3 separate regions of the Gossypium hirsutum genome follow, and regions 2 and 3 are each linked to region 1. A link is a contact called in public Hi-C data. All regions are on one chromosome and are shown on one strand. Each heading gives the region's core, a stretch centred on a gene start, on an enhancer-like site or on the middle of the called end of the contact. The rest is flanking DNA. Distances are from core to core; before and after follow the strand shown.

The links. A called contact is a pair of places that touch in the nucleus more often than the background predicts.
Region 2: a contact with region 1 is called in a Hi-C map of leaf, with 2.0 times the contacts expected there. The contact joins the promoter of LOC107946033 here to the promoter of LOC107947553 in region 1. A contact is called at or near these places in 2 of 34 Hi-C or Micro-C datasets (both in leaf).
Region 3: a Hi-C map of leaf shows a contact between it and region 1, with 3 times the contacts expected there. The contact joins the promoter of LOC107946035 here to the promoter of LOC107947553 in region 1. A contact is called at or near these places in 5 of 34 Hi-C or Micro-C datasets (leaf and petal).

Annotation. Positions count from the first base shown.
Region 1 is chrD12:44,034,127-44,038,894 of Gossypium_hirsutum_v2.1, forward strand. It overlaps LOC107947553, which reads left to right and starts at 2,335. Exons shown (of 1, transcript XM_016882171.2): 1 at 2,335-3,175. The coding sequence starts at 2,414. The coding sequence ends at 3,001. LOC107946040 (heparan-alpha-glucosaminide N-acetyltransferase) reads right to left here. Exons shown (of 13, transcript XM_016880221.2): 13 at 4,117-4,768. LOC107946042 reads right to left here. Exons shown (of 1, transcript XM_041106823.1): 1 at 4,489-4,768. The coding sequence ends at 4,489.
Region 2 is chrD12:43,842,012-43,846,779 of Gossypium_hirsutum_v2.1, forward strand. It overlaps LOC107946033 (probable beta-D-xylosidase 2), which reads left to right and starts at 2,586. Exons shown (of 5, transcript XM_016880213.2): 1 at 2,586-3,090; 2 at 4,066-4,344. The coding sequence starts at 2,680.
Region 3 is chrD12:43,897,818-43,902,585 of Gossypium_hirsutum_v2.1, forward strand. It overlaps LOC107946035 (BRCT domain-containing protein At4g02110), which reads right to left and starts at 2,201. Exons shown (of 10, transcript XM_016880216.2): 1 at 1,923-2,201; 2 at 1,695-1,784; 3 at 1,500-1,604; 4 at 1,070-1,171; 5 at 896-980; 6 at 500-569; 7 at 272-316; 8 at 1-97. The coding sequence starts at 2,006.

The sequences.
Region 1 (4,768 bases), core at 1,085-3,584:
CCTATCATGCCTCATCTGGCACTTGTAAAACCAACCCACTCATCACCATGTAGATTGAGAAGGCTTGGCGAGGTGATGCGTGGCATAGAGAATATGTACCAATAAATGTGTCAACGAGACCACATGGCTCATCTCTTAGGTACCTAGAAGAGACACTTGATCAAGAGTATGTATGTATGTATGTATGCATGTATAAGCTCTTACTTAACGGAGAAAAGGATAGGTGACTCTTTAGGACTAAGCTCTCAGTACAAATTACACTGTATGAATCTCAGGCCCTTCCCCAAGCTCAATCCTTCTCTTTCATCCATCTCTACATTCCCTCAACCAACGTCAACAAATGTGCAGTGAGTGTGGAACCTATTCACTAGGAAGCCTTTAGACTTTCAATGGTGAATTTTGATGAAATTATCTCCAATCACCAGCTAATAACCTAAGAAAATCCTCCAACCACCATTGCTTATCCTCTTGGTAAAAACCAACCTTATAGCTCATTAGACCCATATGATTAGAAAAACTCTATTTCTAGAAAACTATTAAGGCAAATCCTTAGTGCAATTTCTAACCACAATCGAGAATTTAGCCACATCCAAATTTTAATGATCAAATCACACGTGACCAAAATTCTAATTCCTAAGTGAAATTGAAAGTCATGTGGGAACAACTACAACAATAATAAGAGCAAAATTTCCAAGTAGCCTTAGAAAACACCAAACCAATGAAAGAAATGCGAGCAACTCAAGATCCCCTCAAAATCTGACCTCACAAAATAATTAGGAAGTTGTGTCCTCTCATCTTGGTCACCATCAAGAACACCTTGTAGAAAATCCTCAAGCTTTACCCCAAACACTTGTATACATATTCCACTTGCATTCCACGTAAATTCCATGTGCGATTACTTCACCAATGAAAAAAATCTCATTATGCTTCATCTTCCACTTGTAAGACTTGTTGACTCATCAATATGCAAATTGCGAAAGCTTATGATGTGACATGTTGTTCAGAGAATACGTACCAATACATGTCTCAACAATATCATCTAACTCATCTCGTGGGTACCTAGAAGACATTTGTCTAAGAGTATGTATATATAGGCTCTTACTTACCAAAAAAGGGGACAAATAACTCTTTAGGCTATGAGGCTCTCGACACATATTACATCGTGTGAATCTTGTACCCTCCCTCAAGCTTAATACTTCTCCTCCATACATCTCCACATTTCTTCTAACCATCGTAAACAAATATTTAAAAAAATGGAAGAAAAAAAATTGTATTTCTTTAAAATCAACAAACACTAATTATCATTTTACATAGTAAAATATTTTTTTAGCAATGTTGGTATTCATTCATTAATTGGATTCTATTATTGAATGATAAAAGTATATTTCCTATATTGCAACCTCACTAAATTGAATGCATTCGTTGGTAAATCAATATACATTGATTAGGTTTTATATTTAAGAAATTAAAAGAGAAGTATTTCTCATAATTATTGGGTGCAGTAATAAATTATATCGTATTTTTAAGAAGAGAATTCATATTCGAATATGAGATGAATCATAAAATGAACATAAAGAACACCATTATCACATAAAAATTTTAACTTCTAGTTAGAAAATTAATAAATCATGTACCCCTCAGTCTATTAGATATAAAAACAATTTTGATTTTGATATTTTTATTCTTTAAAATATATATATTATAAAAAAATTTCAACGAAAGAGTTTTAAAATATATTCTTTTGTAAAATGTAATTAATTAAATATTTAATTTAAAAGTCCAAAAAATTTGATATTTTAATTGAAAAAGAGAGTATTAATTAGAGTGTGTTTATACATAGGAGTCGTTGGTATTAAAACATGTTTCTTTATTAACATTATATTTTATAATTAAATTTAAACAAAATATCATTATTAATTAATAATAGAGCCATGGACTAAATCATGTAAGATTTGTTTTTAAATTTTCAATACACACTAATATCGACTTTTAATCATAAAAACTCTTATTTGAGAAAATCATAAAGCTTTCATCAAATTTGAAAACGAAGAAAAAATTATAATTTTTTTAAATTAAAATATTTTCTATATCATAAAAGTGAATTTTTAAACAGTTTTATAATATACATTAATGAAATCAGGTGCCCCATTCATAAAGAAAAACTTGACAGACTGGAATCTAAGAAAGGGGTCATTGTTGAGTTTTGTAACTAAATTAGTATCATTTTTGTTGTAAATACTATTTGTTGGTCATTTTAAGAATATTTCCTTTTGTTTTACTTGTGTTTCATACCCTCGAATCGTATTATATAAATCGCTATTTCATTGTCTCAATTTGGCAAAGGGATCTTTAGTCTTAATTTGCATAGCAAAAAACCATACATCGGGGCTCTTTTCTTTTTTGTCTCTGTAAAATGGAAAACACATCATCATCGATGTCTTGTATTTCCATGTTCAGGGACAAAAAGAAGGCTCCCGATGGTGGAAATGATGTGCCCTTGCAAAAGGGAAGAACACGTTCCCCTTCCCTGAGTCTTTTCAAGGTGGCTATTAGATTGTTGCGTACAAAACCCGTGGCCGAAATGGTGCTGGATTCAAAGCCCGTTCAGGTCGATGTGGATTCAAAGGTAGAGTGGAAAGGGATGGCTGTTGGGTCGGTGCATCCAATGCATTTACAAAGCACCCCATTGTCCCCATCTCATTCCCCACCCATGAAGGCCACCACTCCTAAGATCATGCTCGAGCCCAAGTATATGCCCAATAGAGAAGAAAAGGAGGAAGTTATCTTGTCGCCGTTATCTCCGATAGCATTTCCAATTTCGTCTTTCAATGACGTGTCATCGAGTGATTCCAGCCCGTATGATTCGCCTTGTGAAGGAAGCGACAAAGAGAAATGCGATGAGCACAACGATGACGGCGGCGATGAAGAGATTGATGCTAAAGCAGAAGAATTCATAACTCAATTTTACGAACAAATGAGGCTTCAAACCTTGAATTCTTGAAGTGCTAAGACGTGCCAAAGTTGACAAAAACAAAGAATGAATGGCATTTATTTGCATGCATGCACGTTAGGGCTATGTTTTGTATTTTACCCTTTTTATATATATAGTTTGTAACATCAAATTGAATTGAATGTTTCCTTTTTATATATATATATATATATAATTTAGTATTTAGTGACTTTGTACTGTATGTGTATGGACTTCAATTAATACTGGTTTCAAAGAAATGATTATATGAAATTGTGATTCCACGTAATTTCTATCCCCTTTTAATAAGAAAAATGACAAATCAAAAATTTCCTGCTAATTTTTAGTATTTTTAGTTAGATTTAAATTTTTTCAGAAGAAAAAATCCGATTTGTCATTCACCTATCTGAAAGAGGTAGAGATAACGTGAAATCACAATTTCATTTTAGAGGGGTCTTGGGGGTCTATGAATAAATGGTGAAATTTTGTTTTTGGCCCATAAAATTTCTAGTTTTGACCAACCATTCATATTTTTATCTCGATTTTCAACAAAATCTTTCACAATATTAAACACATTGGGAATTCAACATATAACCTTAAGGCACCCTTTTCTCTTTCCTTTTCCTACATGAAAAATATGATTCAGTTTTATCCACTTTATTACCAAACATTCCCCACAGTTTATTAAATTTCCCTTTTATGTATATTTCTTTTTTCTTTTTTTTGTTTTCAATCAATGCCTATTGGACAATAGTTGAAAGGAGACCGACTCTTATTTGGAAGAGAATTTAAAGTTAACGGATCTCTCAACAGATTAGTAATATCTCGTCGAGTTCGGATTTTGTTTCCTAACTCTATAGAGAATTCGAGTATTTGAATAAACATTTAAGACGCATGTTCGAAAAGTGGCAACACATCAATTTACCATTGATAAGGTTTTGAACCCCAAAGTATAACATAAAAGTCATCCAAGCAATAAATCAACATCAATTAAAACTATAACATTTAAGACTATGTTGGTTCCATTTAGTTATATTAGACTTCGATTAATTTATCAATTCTTAAACAAGAGTTTCTCTACATCTATAAAATTAAAACTTTAGAGGCATCAAGAGATTATCTACAAGATTAAAACTCAAAAATCAACATAAAAAAACTTCCATCATTTTGAAATGAAGAGGTGAAAATCAACCATAGAACCCTAAATCAACAATGCTCTGCAAACATCTTTCATTTCTAACATTAATTGAAATAATGAAATTACAACATTTAAACATTTTTAACAGCTACCAAATTTTTCATAAATTAAACCCTATTTTCCAATGCTTTAGCAAGAATTAAAGTAAAAGAAAAATAAATAAACCTTATTCTAAAAAAATTTATATAATGTCCCGCCTATTATAGTCTTTTACTTACCCAGTTTTTTTTCAGCCCAAAAATGTCTAAAACCATCGATTTCATCGGGTCCAACTCTCCATCCGACGTTACACAATCTGAGCCGTTGATTTTCGCCGCTTTTTTTAATAACCATGGACGATCTGCGAGCATTTGTTCTTGATCCAACGAAGACCTTTACTCAATGAAGCTTTCATTTTCCCTTCCACTGTGTAAACCTTGTATTTCGCGATCCTTTTCTTCCTCTTCATCTCGGGATCCGTAAATCCCCATGGCTTCGATGATCCTTGACTCGTCCGAGTCGGAACGGGTGGTAAATCAGGGGAACGCGAACGAGTAGTAGAGTAGATCTGATTGGATCCAACGCTCGTGTTCTTCCCGCTAACTATCTCCATCCTTCGATCC
Region 2 (4,768 bases), core at 1,336-3,835, 190 kb before region 1:
ATAGGTTGAAGATTGTAAGTCTTATCTCCCTGCAGTTGCAGTGGAATAGATTGAAGCACTAGCTCCTATACTTCTGAAGATGCAGTAGGAAGGAATGAGGCTACTTGAAGAAGAAGAGTTTCATGTTCCAGCAAGACTGGGCAAAATTGGGCATTTTAAAGTCTTTGCTCCGTTCCTGTTACACGACAACGAGCAAAGAGGGGCAGCTGTAATACCCAATTTTAGCCCGGGCTCGCATATGGAAACATAATTTTTGAGGATATGCAATCTTAGATATGATATGCAATCTTAGATATGATATATAATCTTAGATATGATATGCAATCTTAGAATATATGATTTTGTAATCTTAGAGATTTAATTTGTAAATACCCTTTAATCTCAGCCGTTGATGTAATTGATCTGTACTGTTGGATTTTGGGAGGCTCAACTATAAATAGAGGCCTCTCCCTTCATTGTTGAAAGAAAAGGAGGAAGATGAATAAAAAAGAGAACGATTGGCAGTTTTTTAAAGGTGACTTACTATTTTTTTCTTCCGATTATTATTATTTATTTACGATTTTAAAAAGGCGGAGAAGGTGATACCACTGCGAATTTTATTTATTTATTTTATTTAGCCCCTCCGCCTTTTAATGTTTTTGTAATTAAGTTTTTTTTTCTTAATTTACCCTTTTATTTATTTTTATTTCAATTGGGTCTAAGTTGAACGGCGTTGTTTTAGAGGAGAAGGGAAAATTTCCCTTCCAGCCCCTCTATGTAATTCACGCGTTCAAATTAATCCTTTTACTTTTATTTATTTGCGGATTTACCCTTGTTTTTTTACTTCCGACCCAATTTAGTCCTTTCTCATATTTTTCTTAAAATCAGTATTTCTAATTTTTTTATGAAATTATTATTATTATATGTATATATATAAATATGTTTCTTTTGCATGTATTTACACCTTAAAAAAACTAATATTTTTCGTATATTTTAGACACATGTTTTATTAATTTTGATATTATCTTAATTATTTTAAACTTATATATTTTCATGGATGTATGTATATATTTTTTATTTATTTCAGTTATTTGTCTATTAATTTATGTTTACATATATTTTTTATTATCTTGTCCATTTATTTGATATTTTGCAGGCCATTATTTTACTTATTTGTTCATATATTTGCATTATTTCTATGCCATCGTAGTATTTATTATTGCATTATATATTTAATATAGCATAACATTACATTTTTTACTCGATTTTTAAAATCAAACTTTTTCAAAATGGATATTCTTTTAATTAAAATAAAAACTCATTATTGGGAATTCAACACGTTGTGTCCTAACGTATTGGATGTGACGCATTGATTTCTCGAAATGAATATTTTTTTTAAAAATCATGAAGGAAATATTCCGAGTTTGAGATTCTAAAGGAATTGTGCCCTAACATATTGGGTGTGATTTCTTAAATCTTGGATAAGTGGATGTTCTTTTAAAGTAAAGGAAATATTCCAAGTTTAGGATTCTAAAGGGATCATGCCCTAACGTATTGGGTGTGATTTCTTAAATCTTGGATGAGTGGATGTTCTTTTAAAGTTTTATTGTATAAGTATTCTGATCTAATTCATTTTGGGGGAAATTAGAATGTTGTGCCCTAACGTATTGGGTGTGGCATTTTTGCTTCTCTAAATTGAAAAGGGTCTTAATATGCAACGTTTTAAGTTTTTAAAGATTATATTTTTAAAATTTTCGACCTTAAGACATTAATTAATTAACTATGTACCAATTTTTGGGCGTAATGAGGGTGCTAATCCTTCCTCATACGTAATCGACTCCCGGACCCGTTCTTCTAAAATTCGTAGACCAAAGTCGTTTTTAGGTGACCCAATCACACCTTAATAAAAGATTGGTGGCGACTCCCAACTTTCATTTTCTTTTTTTTTAAGTCGACAACCTAAAATTTATTGTTTTCAAAAAAAATGGTTTCGACAGTAACAATGTTTTTATTTGACATGTTTAATTTTTTTTAATTTAACTCGAACAATTTCACTTGATTCAAAAATTTTCAAATTATGTTAGGATGATAAAATAGGATTTGTGAACTCAAAATTTTTTTACTTGATTTGATCAAACGCTCACCCTTAAATAGGAGGATATTGCGCTTTAGCGCACTCAAACCCATGTTCTCCTGCATAAGCAATAATACTCATGTCAATTAAGCTAATACTCAAACATCAATTCTATTATTTATTTTCATTTTAAAATGATAACAATAATAAAAATTGGACGTAAATCTCTTTTTGTTTAAAGAATTACAAACGGTGAAATCTTAATAAATAAATAAAATGTGTCAGTGGTAACATGGGACTTTTGCACTTTCAAAAACATCACTCCTTCCCACCTTTTTTATGAAAATAAAAATTATTTTAACTAATGTTATGTGACATATTACTGCGCCCATAAATAAAATTCAGAATTAAAAACTAAAATATTCAAGTGATTAATATATTTTTTTTCCTTAAAGGCAACATGTGGGCATGGCATGTAATGATCAAAAAGTTGAGTCCCATTACATTACATTACCAATTGCCATTGTTTAGCCCAAAGTTTCCACCTTTATAAATACCATACAATTCCCCTTCATTAGCCTTTGTACCATAAACAATAACCCACTTTCAATTTCAGAAAAACGAAAATGGGTATTGGCAGCCTCACATTGCCTTCACCACCTCAATTCGTTATCCTCTCCCTTCTTCTCTTGTGTGCTTTTGGTGAAGCCGTTGATCCATTTGCTTGTGACCCGAAAGATGCGGTGACGGCTGGTTTTCCTTTTTGCAAGGTTTCGATGCCGATGTCGGATAGAGTGAATGACCTTGTAGGGAGGTTGACGTTGCAAGAAAAAGTAAGGTTGTTGATAAACGGTGCGGCACCAATTCCACGGTTGGGGATCAAAGGGTATGAATGGTGGTCGGAAGCTCTTCATGGGGTCTCTGATGTGGGTCCTGGGACTAAGTTCGGTGGGGCATTCCCTGGTGCTACTAGCTTCCCTCAAGTAATCTCGACTGCTGCTTCTTTCAATGCTACGTTATGGGAAGCTATTGGACGAGTAAGTTCTTTTTTTTTTTGTCATCTTAAAGATTAAAAAAATTAAAATAATATTGTTGATTACTTTTCACTCTCTCCTAAGTAGTGATATCTATATATTTATATGATATAAATATTATTAATTGATATGACATGTTAGGTAAATTTTATGCATATATACGTATTTATAAGGTCTTATACATATATAATTTTACAAAAAAATAAACTCAGTAAATTCATTACAATTCAACTCAATTCAATTAAGTTTTAGACCGGTAATGATAATTATATTTAATTGGACTTTTATATCATTGGGTATATGTAGAATTATTTTAGGGAAAAAAGGTGACAAGTGGATTGAATGATAGTTTTATGAGCCATTGAGAAGTTAACTTTGTATGACATAGCCTCTACTATTAGACTGGTAGATATGTCAGCTTTGTCAACTGTGGATTTAAAAAATTGCAGTATGCTTCATTTCTTTTTATATTTCATTATACTTCGACAGATAGTCATACCTCAGCATTATTAGATGAAGTAATGTTATCCATAAAGCTATCATCATCTTCTAAATTTGATGATTAAGTCCTAATTTAATTAGTGTGTATTATTATCTATATAAGAAGATGTAAATTTAAATATGTTAAAGTGTATTATCTTTCTATTTATAAATTAAGAGTTATAAATAATTTTAAGAACAAATATGATCATATACTAAATTTTTAAATATGTATTAGATATTTGTGTTTCACACTTGATACAAATAGATTAAAGATTATAAACGTCCTGGCTAGCTTTATGCTTTTCTTGAACTCCAAGACAAAGAAGGTAAGATCCATGTCTCGCAATTTGCTCATTTCACAGTGTTATGATTGGTTCACAAAATCATCAAGTGGAATCATTATTATTGGATAGCATTCCAGGCAACTTGCAAGCGTAATTTTACCACAAAAATAATATAAATAATTAATGTGTTTTATGGGATGGGCGGCGGCAGGTGGTGTCGGATGAGGCAAGGGCTATGTACAACGGTGGATCAGCTGGACTCACGTATTGGAGCCCGAATGTCAACATATTTAGGGACCCACGGTGGGGCCGTGGACAGGAGACGCCTGGTGAAGATCCGGTTCTGGCCGGTACATATGCAGCCTATTACGTGAAGGGATTACAGGGAAATGACGGTGATAGGTTGAAAGTGGCGGCGTGTTGTAAGCACTTCACTGCCTATGATCTCGATAACTGGAATGGTGTTGATAGGTTCCACTTTAATGCTCAGGTCAGTTCACTTTTTGGTAAAATCTGATAAAAGGTCCCTCTTGCAAAACTATAAGGGCAAGGATTAAAGTGATCCATTTAATTTGATAAGATTCTTACAATATAAGGATCTGTGAAGCAATTTTACTGTTAAGCTTTTTTACTAGGATATGTACTTTATTAGTTTTCTAACTTTCATATGATATTGATGGGTGTAGTGCAATTATGGACTGGGGGTATGGATATTGTAAATAGTGACCATTAATTTTTAGTGATAAGATCACCTTGGAAATTGTAGCCGTAGTTTTGAAGATGTAGGTGAATGGGGCCAAACTTGGGATTTTACCAGCTGGAATAATCAATTTTCTCCTCAACCACCTTGTTTCATTTTTGTTTTTTTTATTTATTATAATTTAATTTTTACTAATATTGTTAAATTTTAAATT
Region 3 (4,768 bases), core at 951-3,450, 140 kb before region 1:
ATTCAGACTCCTTTGTCCAGAAAGCTTCAATGTAGTTTCTTCAGCCTCTTCGTCAGAATCTTTAGCTTCAGCTTCCATCACCTCTAACTCATAGCCACTGTTGAGATGAAGAGATTAGAATATAATTCAGTATGGCTTATACCTATCTTTTTCACTTTTTCTTCATTGGATAAGAGCTGAGCAAATATAAATGAGAATCAAGATGCCTAAGCAAATGCAGAGTTGGTATGCTATGGAGAAACACGTAAAACATTCTCAGAAAGGCCCTTACCTCTTGCTGTAATTAGCTTCTGAAAGAAGCTCCCAATCTCTTAAACTGCATAAAAAGAAGACAAGAAGATTAAACAGCAGCAAAAGAGTCTGCATGTAAATTCTAGTTTCTTCAGCTCCCCAAAAAGAAAAAGCATTCAGTTTTCTGTTTATCAGCAAAATTATATTCTGGAAGCTTTGAAATTTATTATGCTTCAGGACTACAAAGTTCAGTTTTATGCAAACATACCAATCTTCCAACCAGCGGTGGTTGATAAGCTTTATCTTCTTGATTTTCTTAGCAAGCTCATACTTCTCCCCTGCATAAATTAACAATATTTAATAAAATTACTACTGAAAGTCAGTATCATTAAAAACTTCAACACATGAAAACCTGCATCTTAACATTTACTAGAAAAGGCCATCAAAACTGGCTAATAGATGCATGAATAGTTTATATACAAATATGAAACACAGAGGAATGAATAAAAGAAAAAGAGAGCAGGAACGTATTAAGAGTAGACACAAAGAACAAACTCATCATAATAATTACAATGTGAAAAAGATTGACAAGATCTTCACAGGATCCTAAGTTGTGAAGTTTACTTTCACAGCCCTTTGATAAGGAAAACGAAGAAAATCTCACCTTCAAATTTATAGCATATTAGATGAGTAACTTTGCTTGCAACCAGAGGCTTAGAAAATTGAGCACCCATCAAGCCAACCATCGTCTGCAAACACATAGGTAAAACAACACAACATTTTTATTTGCTTTACAATTAATAAAAGTAGTCAACAATAGTGAAGGATAGACCAATACCATAATGTCATCTCGATCTTGCCTTTGATATCCAGTCAAGCATATAATTAAACTTTTAGCACCAGGAATTCCATTTAAATCCCTAAGAGGTCTGTACATAATCTGTCAGAAAACAATGGCAGATTCACAAGTTTACACAGATGATAAGAATAAAGTCCAACTTCATTAAAGAAATGATACAGATCATGACAGCTATTCTGACCCCAAAACAATGACACGTCTCTATGTCGTAGAAGTTGTATGCGTGAGAAATTATCAATAAACTGATCAAATATCGGCTCTAATTTCATCATTTTATTGCAAATGTGCTACACCAATTGAATTCATGAATCGAAAATTCCAAATAGTAGACATTGTATAAAATTCAAAAATATCTTAAACAATTATCAGACAGTTAGCTTTAAAAAGTACTGCAACAAAACAAACTAACCGAAGTAGCATCAACAGGCATTCCAATATCAAAACTATGATCAACCCATAACCCAGTGACAACTGTTTTGCCATCGTTTCGAGCAGCAACACATACAGGATCATCCTACAAGCATGTAAAAGCAGGATTTTCAGCATCTTTTTTTAACAAAAGAATTTATATATAAAGCAAGCACCATTGCTTTAATAGACTTACGTAGACAATCTTATCAACAATCACATGAGTGCAACTCTGACTATACTGACCGACACCAACGCCGCCACCGTTAATTAGCTTTACTCGAACCTTCACAAAAAAAAAAAAGCTTTATTATTTTTTGCTCAAATAAGTACTTCAATGAAACAAAGATTAAGAAGCAGAGCGCTTTGAAGACACCAAAAAAACAACACTAATAGAAGATAACGCGGGATATTACGGAAGTACATTATGTTCGTTAACGGGATCGAAGCCGTAAAGACAAAAACGAACGCCGAGAAACGTTTTCGAGGGAGTATCGGATTCCAGCATCGGATCGGAAACTAGCGTTTAAAAACAGAAATACTAAATTAGGGTAATTTGAACAATAGGGAGATTTTGAATCTATGGGGGAAATAACACTAAAAAGGAGGAATTTAATCAAATGAGTTTAGAAATGATATGAAAGCGAGGGATTAAAAAAGGGATTTTGGGGGGTTTTACAAAACTTGTCGAGGAAGAGAGTGGGAAAATAGTGAGTTTATTATATTCGGGGGGCCGATGCGAGGGAAAATTTTCTTTTCGTTTTGATTTTTTTTTATTTTTTGTTCTAGTGGCGGGAGATGGAAATTTCTTGATTGAATATGGTGTCTCCACGTGGTATAATGACGGAACGATAATTTGACACGTGTAGTCTTGGGCTTTCTGTAGTGGACTGATATCACCGATTTTGAGGGCATCTGATTACTGTCGAAAAGCCCAATCAGAAGTATACGACTAGGCTGAAACTTGGTTTCTTTTTGAATGGTTAAATTCTGCTATTAGCCCTTGTGCTTTTCGGGTTTAATCCTTTTACTTTAATTTGGTTTTTTTTTAGTTTATGTAGTTTTTAAATATTAATTTTTCAATAATTATTAAAATATAAGTATTAAATTCATTAAATTATTATATTTTCAAAATCTGATGCATCGGGCGAAGCTAGGAAAATATTTTAGGGGGCTAAAATTAAATTATCTATATCTTTACAATTTTTAAAGGATTAAATCAAATTTTTATCATTTTTAGGGGGAAGAACAATTTTACCTTTATTAAATTAAATTTTTTAAAAATTTAAAGGGTCAAAATGGTAAATTTTTCATTTTATGGGGGTCGGGGCCCCTGCCAACCCCCTTAAATCTGCCTCTGGCGCCAAACATATTATTATATGTATAATACCATATCAACTTGTTGTTTCCATATATTATTCATTACAAATTTAATTAGAGTGGGTTTGGATGGGCAGTACGTTTACCTGCAGTTAGTGTAAAAATAGTGGTGGTAGTGAAATTAAATATTGTAGCAATATTGTAACGTGAGACAAAAAATAAGTTAAACCCACCGCACTGTACCCCACCATCCATCCAAACTCACCCTTAATAGATTAACTATTGTCATTTGCGTTAAAGGCTGAAATTTCAAAATCTAAAAAGTACAAGAGCTTTGGAAGGATCCAATTAGAGATTAGATAATATGGACCAAAACTACAACTTTACAAATAATATAGGGACAAAATTTAATCAAATTAAAGTATAAAGGTTAAACCATAAATTTCTTAAAGTATGGTGACTACTAGCACAATCTAACACTTATTTCTTTTCTTTTCAATTATTACTATTTGGCTCTTTTAAAGTTAGTTTATCGTTGAGGTTAAGATTGAGGTTGAAAAGTGTTATTAAAAAACTTTTTTAAAAAATGTTTTTGAAATTTTTGATAATGTACCATTATTATCTATAAGTTCTTTTAAAAAGATAAAATGTCTATTTTAGACATAATGTTGTATAAAGTAAATGATTTAATGAATAAATAAAAATGTAATTTTATTGAAAAGCATTTTTTCAAAAGTTAAAAACTAACAAATTTGGCCTTTTAACTTGATTTAAAATCTTAATTCAAAAAAAAATTTGATTTCAAATCTCAACTTAAAATCAATATTTGATTTGAAAAGCTAATTGTTTATATATATATTAATTTGAAATCATGGTTTGGATTAAAAAATACTTTTTTAACTTCAATTAGTGTCTATGATTTCGGAAAAAAATTTAAGCTAATTTAAGATAAAGGTCAAACTTGGGCTTCAATATCTGAGGCTCAAGCTTGCCCCAATACAACTAGACCTAATCATGGGTCAGGTTATTTGTCCATACCCAAAGGCCTATTCAAAAAGTGAGAGGATTTGAGTAAAAATAGGTTTGGACAAAAAAATAAGGCTCGTTTTCTAAACAAATCAGTTATATTACTATTATTTTGTTGTTATTGTTTCAATATTGTATAACTCTTATTTTATTATTAATTTTGCTATTATTTTAGAGATATTTGCTTGCTAAGTTGCACATATCTTAGTGTTATTTAAGTATAAATATTTTTAATATATTTTTAATTTGTTGAAAAACAATTATTTTAATATTTTTAGTGTATTTAATTATTATAATTTTAATTTGTTTTTATATAAAAAAAGTTAAGGACGGGCCAGGTCGGGCTCGGGTTTAGGATTTTTTCATTTGAGTCGAGTTTGGGCAAAATTTTAGGCCTATTTTTCGGGTCGGACCTGGGCCTGGAAAATAGGTCTAAAATTTTACATTAGCCCGACCCATTATTATGTCTACATACAACCCATTTTGTAATTTTTGTAATGTTTTGTTTTGTTTTTATATTATGTAATTTATCACATAAAATTAAATAAATAATAAGATTAATATATTGTTTAGTCCTTAAACTTGACAACTTGTATACATATTTTTTTTTAAACTAATTAATAAACTTGAAAATCGTAATCCAAGTTGTTAATTTTTTTAGGTAACCTCTTTACCACCGTTAACTTTTATATAGTTTTGACCTATGATCTAATGCCACATCTCCAAAATTTTCAATCTCTTATTTTCATCTATCTTTTCTATTTTTATACTCACAAAATTAATTTTTAATTTTATTTTCAATTAATTAATTTTTCTTTTTTCTTTCACACCCTACCATTCCATTTTAAGATTTTTTTTATGGGCGATGCGTTTACCTCTAGTTAAGATAAAAACAGTAATGACGGTGAATTAATTACTACAACG